Linked DNA regions of Mus musculus: region 2 is linked to region 1. A link is a contact called in public HiChIP or PLAC-seq data. All regions are on one chromosome and are shown on one strand. The core of a region is the stretch at or near the end of the contact, and the rest is flanking DNA. Distances in the headings are between cores, read along the strand shown. Region 1 has its middle 74 kb from the start of Gm42034. Region 2 has its middle 18 kb from the start of Gm26331.

What was found. HiChIP or PLAC-seq counts read pairs in DNA pulled down with a chosen protein or histone mark.
Region 2: an H3K27ac HiChIP or PLAC-seq map of microglia shows a contact between it and region 1, with 6 times the contacts expected there. The contact joins two enhancer-like sites. A contact is called at or near these places in 4 of 484 Hi-C or Micro-C datasets (cerebral cortex, cochlea, embryonic fibroblasts and 1 more) and 3 of 115 datasets of contacts at active chromatin or transcription factors (embryonic basal ganglia, embryonic stem cells and microglia).

Annotation. Positions count from the first base shown.
Region 1 is chr8:88,911,707-88,917,547 of GRCm38.p6, reverse strand. No RefSeq gene overlaps it. Among named protein-coding and RNA genes, the nearest start is that of Gm42034, 74 kb to the right of the region's middle. Within about 2 kb of position 3,502, at least 14 of the 459 cell types and tissues checked have an H3K27ac peak or open chromatin away from gene starts, as enhancers often do. A contact at or near this core is called in microglia, where this site is marked.
Region 2 is chr8:89,569,039-89,574,499 of GRCm38.p6, reverse strand. No RefSeq gene overlaps it. Among named protein-coding and RNA genes, the nearest start is that of Gm26331, 18 kb to the left of the region's middle. Within about 2 kb of position 2,494, at least 17 of the 459 cell types and tissues checked have an H3K27ac peak or open chromatin away from gene starts, as enhancers often do. A contact at or near this core is called in microglia, where this site is marked.

The DNA.
Region 1 (5,841 bases), core at 2,253-4,752:
TGGGGTCAGCTGCTGGAGGATGTGTGGGCTTCCCCTTACTGGGTACTTTGTCCTTGGTGAATGTTTCCAGACCCTTGAGGTCTCCACACCACACCTACTGGGTGCCAGTGGGGTTGGCAGATGTGGGAACATGCTGCTTTGAGCAGAAACAGTATATCTGTCAGTTCCAGGAGGCAAAAAACCAGGCACCCACCTGATAACACCAGGTGACTGGAGAATCTCTGCAGTGAGAGTTTTCACAGAAACACTGAAATATCTCTGCACTCTTCAGATCACACAAGTGTCCTCTTGCCTTCTTGCTTGCCCCAGACTCTCCTCTGGGGACCCAAGATGCTAACCCCTTCCAGAAACCAGAGAGCTGGAGCCAGGCATTGGCAGTATTCCATCCATCCAGCACATAGGCATTGCCTGTCCTGACGAACCAATGATAACCAGGGCCACTAGGAGCTAAGATGTTACAGTAGCCACTGGTGCCCAGGCAAGTGTTGGGTCACAGTAAGCCCAGCAGGGTAGAGACATCTAATGAAGGAAGATGCCTCACAAGCAGGGACAGTCCTTGTCAGGCTTCTGTCCAACCCATCCCACCCCCACCCCAACCTGGTACTTAAGCCCAAGCTAAATTGTTTAAAACATTTGGCACTACAGGCAAATTTGTAATACACTGCTTGGGGGCCTGTGAAAAATATTTGAGAACTGAAAACAAATTGGCTCCAAAATGTTAAAAGGAAAAAAAAAAGGAGCTTACAGAACTAAAATTAATACCATTTTAAATGTCTACAAGTTGCGGCATTACATCAGCTCCTCAACTGTAAGCCAACTCAATTTGTATATGGTCGTATAAAGACCGTGTTTAATGTGAGCTGCAAGTGATTTCAGTTATTTGGTGATGAGAACTGGGCTTTCTGAAGTCTAGTCTCTGGGTTCACAGGTCATACATGGCTGTGAGTGCAGTGCAGGAAGACCAGGTTCAGCTATGACGAAGTCAGCTATGCCACTCTTCCCGGGGTGCTCCCAGAGTCCTCCCCATCAGACCCTTCCTTAGTGTCTCTGCTGGACCAGGAGTGCTCCCAGAGTCCTCCCCATCAGACCCTTCCTTAGTGCCTCTGCCAGACCAGCTTTCAGCATCTGATATTTAATCACCAGTGTTTGTTTAAACCTGGCCTTGGCTTTCTGCTCCATGGCCCTCAGCTCCCTCCTTGAGATTGTCTGTCTCAAAAGTGTCAACTGTCACATCCCTGTGGCCAGCTTCCAAATCCCTGTCCTCAGCTCCAGCTTCCGCCAGAGTGCCAGACATGTATCTTCAAGTGGGGATTGAGTGTTCCCTCTCGGATGTCACACATATGGCCCACTGGCTGTATCCCCAGGTCTCCTGGCCTCACCCGCATACCCTCATACTACCCTCACGCTTCTGTCCAGGCTCCCCAAGTACCCTCTCTCTCCCTCCCTTCATGCTATGCTTTATGTAAGTGCAGGATCTGTTGGGCCTGACCCTTGGATTCACCAAGGACCCTCCTTACCAGCTGAAACCAGACCAGGTTCCCTGACTGACACACAGAGCCATTTGTTCTGGTCCCAGATTCCCTCTGCCCAGCTCTCCTATGAATCCCCAGTGCCAAGCCCTTTACTCAACTAACCTGCCCTGGCTGTTACTCTGACCTCACCCCCCCCAACCCAATGTCACATTGTCATTTAGCCTAGATGGCTCTCCTCTTCCCCTCTCCCCACCGGTACCTCCCCTGGAGGGTCAGGGTTAGCTTGAGATAAGCTAACTTCCCCTTGGACAATGTTAACTCTACCCAATGCTCCAGATGAACTCATTTAACCACTGCAGCTACGCTACAAAGGGAGTGTCCGAGTCACCCCATTTTACAGATGAGGGAGTAAGGCTTGGTGAGTTTAAATAACCAGATAGAGGTTATACAGTTTGTAAGATGGAGCTGGAACAGGAAGTTCCGAAGTCCACCTCATTCGCTCCTTTCACGAAGTGCCTCACAGAGCCCCTCCTCAGCAGGGCTAACTGGTCTGACTCAAGCCTAATAAAGCCTCTCTCCCTGTCTCACACCTTCAGCCTCCTCTGCCATGTCCCTGGGACTCAGAGAAGACGAGAACAGCAAGCCAATGAGTTGGTAGCGGTAGCGAACGGTTAATAACATAATTCTGTAATGCCCTGCCAAGGTGTGACGTACTCATAGTTTTGCTTAGTTTACCCATGTAGGTAGTAGATTGCTAGCATCAGGCCTTATACCAGTGGTTCTCAACTTGGGGATTGAACGGCCCATTCACAGAGGTCACATATCAGGTGTCCTGTATATCAGAGACTTACATTACAACTCACAGCAGCAGCAAAATTGAAGCATCAACGGAAATAGTTTCACGGTTGGGGGTCACCACAACATGAGGAGCTGTATTAAAGGGTCACAGCATTTGGAAGATTGTGAACCACCTCTTTATACATAAGGAAACCGAGACCAGAAAAGCTAAGCAACCTACCAAGGTCACACAGCAATAAGCCATCCTTGTTTCTCTCTGTCTGATGACTTTCCTGGGTTTACAGGAAGAGTGCCAGGGTGGGCTTCCCCTTTTCGTACCATTGCACCTGGGTGCCCGGAGGATGAGCCCCCCGAGGACAGAAGAGGGTACAGCTGTGGCCTTCGTGCAGATATGAATGTGTGGATGTAACTGGATAGGTCCTGGCTTTCTGTTCCCTTTTCTTCCAACTCTTGCTCTTTCTTCCTTCCTCTTTCGTCCCAGTCTACTCCCTATAAAGCAGTATTTGAGGCATCTCTGGATAGTGCCATGGAGACAAGCAGGCACACAGATGCCCCGAGCCTGGGCTTGTATCAGAGGTTCACTGGGCAGGCTAGGTATGTCCAGACAATCTCCAAACAGGGTGCTTCAAAACAGACTCAGGGGCTGGGACAGAAGCTATGTGGACTTCTGAGAAGATGGTGAAATATGGCAGACCCTAACACCAGCAGCACCACCAGCAGCAGCAGCACCACCAGCACCAGCACCAGCAGCACCAGCAGCGCCAGCAGCACCAGAGGCAGCAACAGGAGCAGTGGACCTAGAAAATGCCACTGAAGTAGCGAGGGTGTCTACCTTTGTGACCACAGTACTCATTACCTAAGTTCCTCTGAAAAGCCCAACTGGGCACAGTCACTGACTTCTAAATTTGGGCATTTGTGGGCACCGGCTGGCAGGCTGGAGAAGGGCTCGTTGTGGCCTGTGGCTTGCCTGAAAACCAGTCAAGCCCAGGTTGCAAACACAAAGCAGCTGTTTGCCTAGAATCTGAGCCTGTTCCTATCACTGGCTCTTCCGTCCCGGCCACCCTTTGCCTTTCTCCCTCCCTTTTCATTATTAACGTGCCAGGAGCGTGGTGTGAATGAAAACTAGGATGGTGCACACTCAAGCTATGTTATCTGCCACAGACGATCAGGGGCTGGGGTGGGCAGGCAGGCCATCCGGCAGCCCTGCCTGAGCGCCACTGTTTACAGAAGAAAGGGAAACGAGAAATGGATCTAGCGTTGGTGCAGGGGCTGGGTCAGGCAGGCACAGGATTCGGTTGCCACTCTTTCAGCCCTGAGAAATGCCAGCCGATCAGTATCAGGCCAAACTGGGGTATCTCTCAGGTAAATCTCCCGTTCCACACTCGGAGCCAGGACTCTACTTTCCGATGCCCAGCAGAACAGTCCACCACTGAATCCACCCGATCGAATGACAACCCAGGGACCAGGCAAGGCTGGCATCCTGACCCACCTCCTCACTGAGGCACTTTGGGCCCTCTCTCTGGGAGAGGGAGCCATCCCCACCCAGGAGATTTGACCCGCCCATCTCTATAAAACTGTCATGGTCCTAGTGACAAAGTTGAATGGAACCTTGGCCTTCCTTGAAATGCCAGGTTCTTTAATTTATTAAACATCACTAACCACAGACACCGGCACCTGACAACCTGGAAGGATGCCTGCTGTCACCAGGCATCATGATGGTGCTTTGCTCCTTGTTCTCAGAAGGTGAAGGGCAGGCAGTTTTCTAACCCACAGACTGAAAGGCTGACGTGTATGTGGGCCCACAACCATAACAAGAAAGTACCTCTCAGGGGACAAAAGAGGACTTCCTGGTGTCAAAGCTTATGTTTCTCCCCACAGTCAACTAGCTCTACCAATACTCTCCTATGTTTGTATGAGTTGATTCTTCATTCTGGATACTTAGGCTTATTGGCCACCTGAACCACTAGTCTGTCCATCAAGACAACGAGGCCTTTTGACAAAAGCCACCTTCCTGTGCTTTTCCAGTTCTGGTATTTCTGAAGTCCTGAGTCTGTGGATCCAGCTAAAGGCTTTCAAGCAATAAATCAAGCTGTTTGAAAATTAAAAAATAAGCAGTTGAGGGTGAGACTCGCAGTGGCTGGGGCTTTAAGCCATGCTATATAAAAATAAAGACCGGCTTAGTGTTGGCAGGAAAGGTGCCAGCTTGCCTCAGCTCTTGGACTAGTGTCCTTGGAGCACACTCCTTAACGTGGCTGCATGCTGGGCCCCTGGTGCCTGGTGTGCCCTCATTGGACCATGGTCCAGGGTGGGATGTGATTTCCTGTGGGATGCAAGGAGATCTGAGTGAGGGGCCATGTCCAGTTGACAGACTTTACAGAAGATGGATTTGGCAGGCCCTGGTGTTTTCCTTCCCAAATAGTTCTTAGGAGTCCATTTTCCAGTCCTTTGCTTCAGTCTATGACCCTAACCTTCCCTCTCCTGCCCCCTCCCCTTCCTTCTTTCAATGAGTGTGGCGGGAACCTGGCCAGCCAACGCCTGGAAGAAAATGAAGACATTTCTCAAATGGCATGTTCCAGTGGCTGAGTGTTGGCAGCCAGAGCTGTGGGGAGTCGAGCCTGTTCCCTGCGCATCCCCTAAATATCCTAAGTATGTCCCATCTTTGGCCGCAAAACCGCAGCAATGTCTCCTCGCCTTCCCCTGTTCCCTCGGACCCAGGGTCTGCATGGAGATCAGCCCCACTGTCAGACTTCAGAGGCGCCAGTGCTGCCAAGGGAGGGGCTGTGGCCAGCCTGGCGCTTGGCGGACCGCTGGGCTGGTACGGCTACCAATAGCATGTCTTTCCCAGCTCTGGCCACCGTGCCCTGAGCTGCTTCCCAGGGGTCAGTGAGTCTGTGTCATACGGAAGGCCTTATTTGGGACATGGCTTCCCTCTTCTCTCTGTTCTTTGGCCAACCCCTGGGCACTGCCAAGGATGGAGCTCTCAGCCTGGGTACACATCCCTGAGTCTAGTCTATTTTTGCAACCGAGTAGCTCTTAGAGAGCTCCTTCCTTCCCTAGATCTCTCCTGTACTATGAGAACCCGGGGGAGGAGAACAGCTTGGGAATTTCTTTGATGTGTTTAATGGAAATAGTTCAACAAGAGGAAGACTGCCCATCAGAGGTGCCAGCTGGTCCCTCTCAGTAACTTCGTGTCCTACACTCACATTTTCACAGAGAATATCCTTCTCCCATACTGAGCCAACCATGTCATACAGTGATGTTGCATGGGCTTCAGGAGAACTAAGGATAGTTTTTATCCCAATGGGTATGAGCCAGAGTTGAGTCAATGAAGAAGAGCTACTGGGACTTCTGCAGAAAATAGGGATGGCACAGTGACTTCATCCTGGCCTTTCACGTAGGCTTTCCTTATCTTGGGGTCCGACAAGGGTTCTCCTCTATCTTCAGAGAGCTGTCCAGATTCCAGCATCCCCCAGGGATCTAGAAGTTTTCTAGATGGTTTGCTTTCTGTGCTTTGATGGGCTTAAGTCCTCGGACGGCTTCCAATCCTACCATGACTGGCTCAGTGCTCAGA
Region 2 (5,461 bases), core at 1,245-3,744, 660 kb before region 1:
GGGAGGCAGGCACACAATGTTAATCACCTCCCCCATGCCCTTGCTTGCCTCTCTTTCTGGTGTCTTAGAAAACTATGAGACTGTACTTCCTAGGTCTAAGCTATGTCTTCCTTCTTTTCAAGCTGGGGGATAAATTCTTGTATCTGATCTGGACCTAAAATGCTCGGTTTCCAAAAACCAGCTCCTTGCATTACCATTTGTTGGTGAAGTTCTACCTGGCACATAGCAGGAAAAACTGCACCCCAGTCCTCAGAGCCCTACTGACATCAGGGACAGTAGTCAAGCAGCCTCGGTTGCCCAAAGCAGTGGGCACTGAAATCACATTTGTATTTAAAATACACATACTAAAGAAGGAGAGTAAATGGTGCTGATGAGGGAAAGGCCAGCTTAGCCCACAGCACTGATGTCTGCAAGATTACAATGGCTGATGGGAGAGCTCCTGAGAAGCAGGGTCAGTGTCCTGGTACTTGAGCCAGACCACTGCCTCTGGGCCTAAATGGGTCATAGCAAGAAGAAGTTCCAGAATAATGGGCTGGGTCTTTAGTGCCACATCCCGAAGGCTCAGGCATGGCTCCCAACCAAAGGCTCTCCTATTCTTTTCAACCAAAGAAAAGGAGCAGGTTAAAAAAAAAAAAACTGTGATCCCTGCTGCATCTGAAAGCTGCAGTCTCATAGGGTTTGTCTATCAAGTGGCTCTAAACACTTGCATCACACAAAAAGACAAACCTTTAAACTGGAACAATGGTCACAGAAAGGAAAAGTTTGGGGCTCTTCCAAAAAAGACGAGGGTTTGCCATGTGACAATTCACAATGGTGAGGTTGCTTACAGGTGACTAGAGGGGTACTTACCAGTGAGTGCCATTTTACTTGATGGGTCTTGGTCCCCGGGATGACTCTGTAAGGCCGGGCGGCTCCATCACTGGGTTCCCTACCTTGTGGGCTGTCCTGGAGCAGAAGGGGTAATAAAGGTGACCAAGCCCCAGACTGAATTTAGAAACCTAATTTCTGCCTCTGCTGCCTTGACCTCACTGCGTAGCAGGGCAAATTACTTTGTCTCTGTCAACTTCAGTTCCCATCTAAAGACTTGTCCTAGAGGGCCCTGACAGAGCACTGAGGTGAGAAAAAACAAAAACAAAGGAGAAAGCAAGAGAGGGAGTGAGGAAGAAAGGGAGGGAGGAAGAGAGATGGAGGGAAGGAGGAGGGAGCAGAGGAAGGAAAGAAGCAAAAGGTAAACAAAGATAAGAGAGGGAGGGAGACAAGAGGAGGAAACAAACAAGGAGTGAGTGAGGGGGAGGAGAGAGGGAAAGAGGGAAGAGAGGGAGAGAGAGAGAGAGAGATGTACTGAGGAAAGATGGGTGGAAGAGAGGAGCATAGAGAGGGAAAGAGAAAGGGAAGAAAGGAGGAGGGAGGTAAAGAGAGGGAAGGGAACGAAGAAGGGAGGGAGGGAGAAAAACAGAAAGGAGGGACATTTTGTGGCAACAAAACACCTTTGCTTCTTATGGGCAATTCAAATTTGCTTGCTTGGCTTGTTTAATCCCGGTAAACATAGGCTTAAAGTCCTGCATTCCTTTCTAAAAATCTAACAGTTTGGGGAGAGGGGAAAGGGAGAGTAACTGGGGAGATTAGTCACTCCAGCTCCCACCCCCACCTCCACCCCCACCCCCTCCACCAGCTTGTCTTCTATGAGGCCCAGAGAAACCCCAAGCAGGCTAGGAGCAAGCGGCCCATGGAAGGTGGGAATGGAGCTGTGCCTGCCCTTGCTTCTAAGCCTGCTTTGTGTGCCTGGGGTGAGGTGGGAGAGAGTTGGACAAGAAGAAACTGCTAAGATTCGTGCCCGCATGAGGGTCTTAAAGAGCCATTGTGGATAAGGTGCTATTCACAGTCACTTCGGGGGTGGGAGTTGGGTCTTCCTTAAATGGCCTGTCTGCTGGTCCACATAGTCCAGTTATGAGTGCTGAGTCTATCTCAGATTCCGCCCTTGGGATGGAACACCGGGAGTTCGTGGACCTGATGAATAAAGGCAGCCTGGTGTCCCCTTTCCCCTTTAAAGCCAACAAGAAAGCAATGGCCTAGGTCCCAATGCTATCTCTGGGAACTGCTCAGCTTCTCCGGAGCACACAGTACGATGTGAAGACAGGCCTGCGGATACCTTGCTGACTGACAGAACGAAAGGGGAAAGGTACCCCTGTGTTTGTACACAAAGAAATCCTACTTCTTGAATGCTAGAAACCTGGGCCAAGATCTCTGGGGACCTTTTACAAACCTATCCATCTTCCCCGGTTTACACACTGAACAGGCCTTGAGAAACGGCTTCTCCTGCGCAGTTTTCTCTCTACACAGTGTCGCTTGCCTACTCTTTATGGTTTTGTGCAAACAGGGCTGGCCAGCAGCCCGAACCCCAAGCGGAAAAAGGTTCTGAGCCCTTTACACTTTACCTAGTATAGCCCTCTGCGACCGGGGCGATTTAGGTGACGCACCTGCTGCCAGCAGATGGCGCTGCGCCGCACGTTTTGATACTGGTGTGCTTGGATGGCACTCATGGAGGGGACCTCTCAAAGTTTTGAGTGTGTGTGTGTGTGTGTGTGTGTGTGTGTGTGTGTGTGTGTGTGTGTGTGTGTGTGTGTGTGTGTGTGTGTGTGTGTGTGTGTGTGCCATTCCTGGGCTGCAACAATGTTTGTGGAATTAAGCAGTGATTTCCTTTAGTCTGAGCCACTCGTCCTGGCTGTGTGTTAAGGCCTAAATAATAAAGTTTGCCATACAGTGTGTTTTTTCTTCCTAGTGAAACCAGGAGTTTCAAACACATATGATGTCCTCACCCTTACTGTGTGGTTGTCAGCTAGCACAGGTCTGCATTTTCTGATCAAATCACTTCTGCAGCTTCCATAGTAGCAGGCAACACGCTTTGGGAGACAAAGAAGTGCTGAAAGAAAAGAAAGTAAGTAAGATCACCTAAGATTTTCTTTCTAAACAAACAAGGGAGTCCTCCTCCCCCTCCTCCCTTCTGCCTCTTCTTCCTTTTATTATTATTATTATTATTATTATTATTATTATTATTATTATTATTACATTTTTATCCCCTCCTTCTCTTCTTCTCTTTTATTTTCTTTTTTAAAAACTGGGCTTAAAAAAGAAAGCCTGAATTGTTAGGAGTAATATCAATATCAAGCCATTTTCAGAGAGAGAGAGAGAGAGAAGACTTTGGCTGCTTGAAGATGGGGTTGCTTTTTGTGACCTCTGGAAACACATGGACTCAATGACCATAAATAAAAAACTTGTGGAGAAAATGTAGGGACGTGGGGGAGAAAGGTCCAGAGTTTAAGGACCAAGTCAAACTGCAATGGGGTAAGGCAGATAGGAGGAGCCACAAGGATGACTTCCCTCTGCCAAGGGCCTGCGTTGGTGAGGTTTCACTATGTATTTAATGTTGCCATAAAATTCGTCTTCTCGGAGTAAACAAGGCCAGTCTGCATGCAACTCCATCAAGACATACGCAGCGTTGTTTGGGATAATGGATTTGATGGGAGTGAAAACAGTGGGGATTAAATGGACCCAGAATGGATAAATATAACTAATTGTCATCCCTTTCTATCCACATAAACATCCCTAGCACTGCAGAAAGGGAAGAGGGGGGCACCCTGCAGATACTCCTCTTAACTGACTGATGGCGCTGGGGCGGACAGAGTTCTAAAGACTTTCCCTCTGCCCTCAGTGAATTCGGCTTTTATGACCCCCACCCCCACCCACCCCCAACTCTGCAGTGAACACAAGAGCTGTACAACCCTGTTCAGAATAACTTCAAACTTCGTTTTCAACAATGTGGCTGGAACTTTTGAAGCTTGCAGAAGAACTCAGCTACTTTACACACACACACACACACACACACACACACACACACACACACACACACACACACTCACACACAAGGCAAAGCCTGAAATCAAACTTTAGAATTTTAAAAAGTTTTCATCGAGGGATCTGATTACTGCATGTGTGCACAGAGAGGGATAATATTAATGATTGCAATGGACTCTTTCTCACTGCAAGATTCGCTGTTGATTTTGTTATTTTGTCGCCCCCCCCCACCTCCCCCCAGCTGAGGACAGAACCCAGGCCCCTGTGCTTGCTAGGAAAGCACTCTACCACTGAGCTGAATTCCCAACCCTCACTGCTGATTTTGTAAATCGAGAATTATTGCTGCAAGCTTAGACAGTGCCTAGACATATACCTCGCACTAAAATACATCTATTTAAAGAAAGAAACATTTACATAGCTTTAAAAAAAACCTGTCACTTGACGCGGTAACTCCATTTGCAATGATTCAATAAATATAGTGTTTAACATTTGAAATGTATTTAAATCTGTTTTCACTTCTTTTAAGCTAAAGTTCAAAGACATTTGCAACCGAATGTCATTTATTATCAAGGCATGCTATTCATACCCGAATAGTGTTAGTATAGAAAAATGAAACTTCGAGTCTGTGAGTCATAGCAGTGTCTAAGGCTTACTCAGTAAAGCCAGCATGGCAACCTCTATCTGTGATCTCCGGAAGCTGATTTTTTTTTTTGATAGAAACTTAGAGCTGTCTTTCAAACAGAATCATCTGAAATTTAAAATTAGCCAAGGATTACAGTTTGCAAGAAGGCGTGTCTCCACCCCCAGTGTGAACCAGTGTCGTCAAAGTGAAAGGGGGAAGAAGGAAGGAATGGAGAAGATGTGGTTGTTTTGACACAAGGGAGAAAAGCTTTAGTGCCGTTTCATTTTTAACTTCATTTCAAATTATCTCCCAACCACCCTGGTATTTCTGCATGGAGATAATCACATCTCATCAGCTTGCGCCAGACCCGGCAGCTACGCAGCCAAGAGCTAACGTGGCTTCTCAGATCCGACCACTGAACACAGCTACAGCTCCGCAGAAGAATGGTGGGAACTGGCATGGCTGGATGCCCACCAGCCCCTCCAATATTTTGATTTTGTTTTTCTTTCTCTGGGTAACGTTAATTGTCCACAAGGTGTGTGAGGATGCCTCCCCTGGGACAAACCCCCAGAAAGGGAAAACACGAGGTTAAGAATGCATCACAAATCTGCCCCAGGGATGATAAGGATTTAGACTTGTTGACTAGCTGTGCAAGAACGGCCAGCTCGTGGATTCATGCACAGAAAACTGAAGAAGGCTCTTCTTGAGAAAAGTTAAAAAAAAAAAAGAATAAAATAAAAAGAATGGGTGTTTGGGAGACGGGAAGGCGATCCTGGTTTTAGACATAGGCCATCAGTTACTCCTAGAAACATTTGGGAATTCCCTGTCATTGAGCTTGAATGGGGACGCTGGGATGGTTTGTTTTAACACTGATGCATGGAAAATGAAGCCCCGCCCCCCACACCCTCTTAATGTTAGAAAAACTCCTATGTAAATGATGGACTGCCTTATCTTGATACCATTTGTCTTAACTTCGCTTCCTCTCAC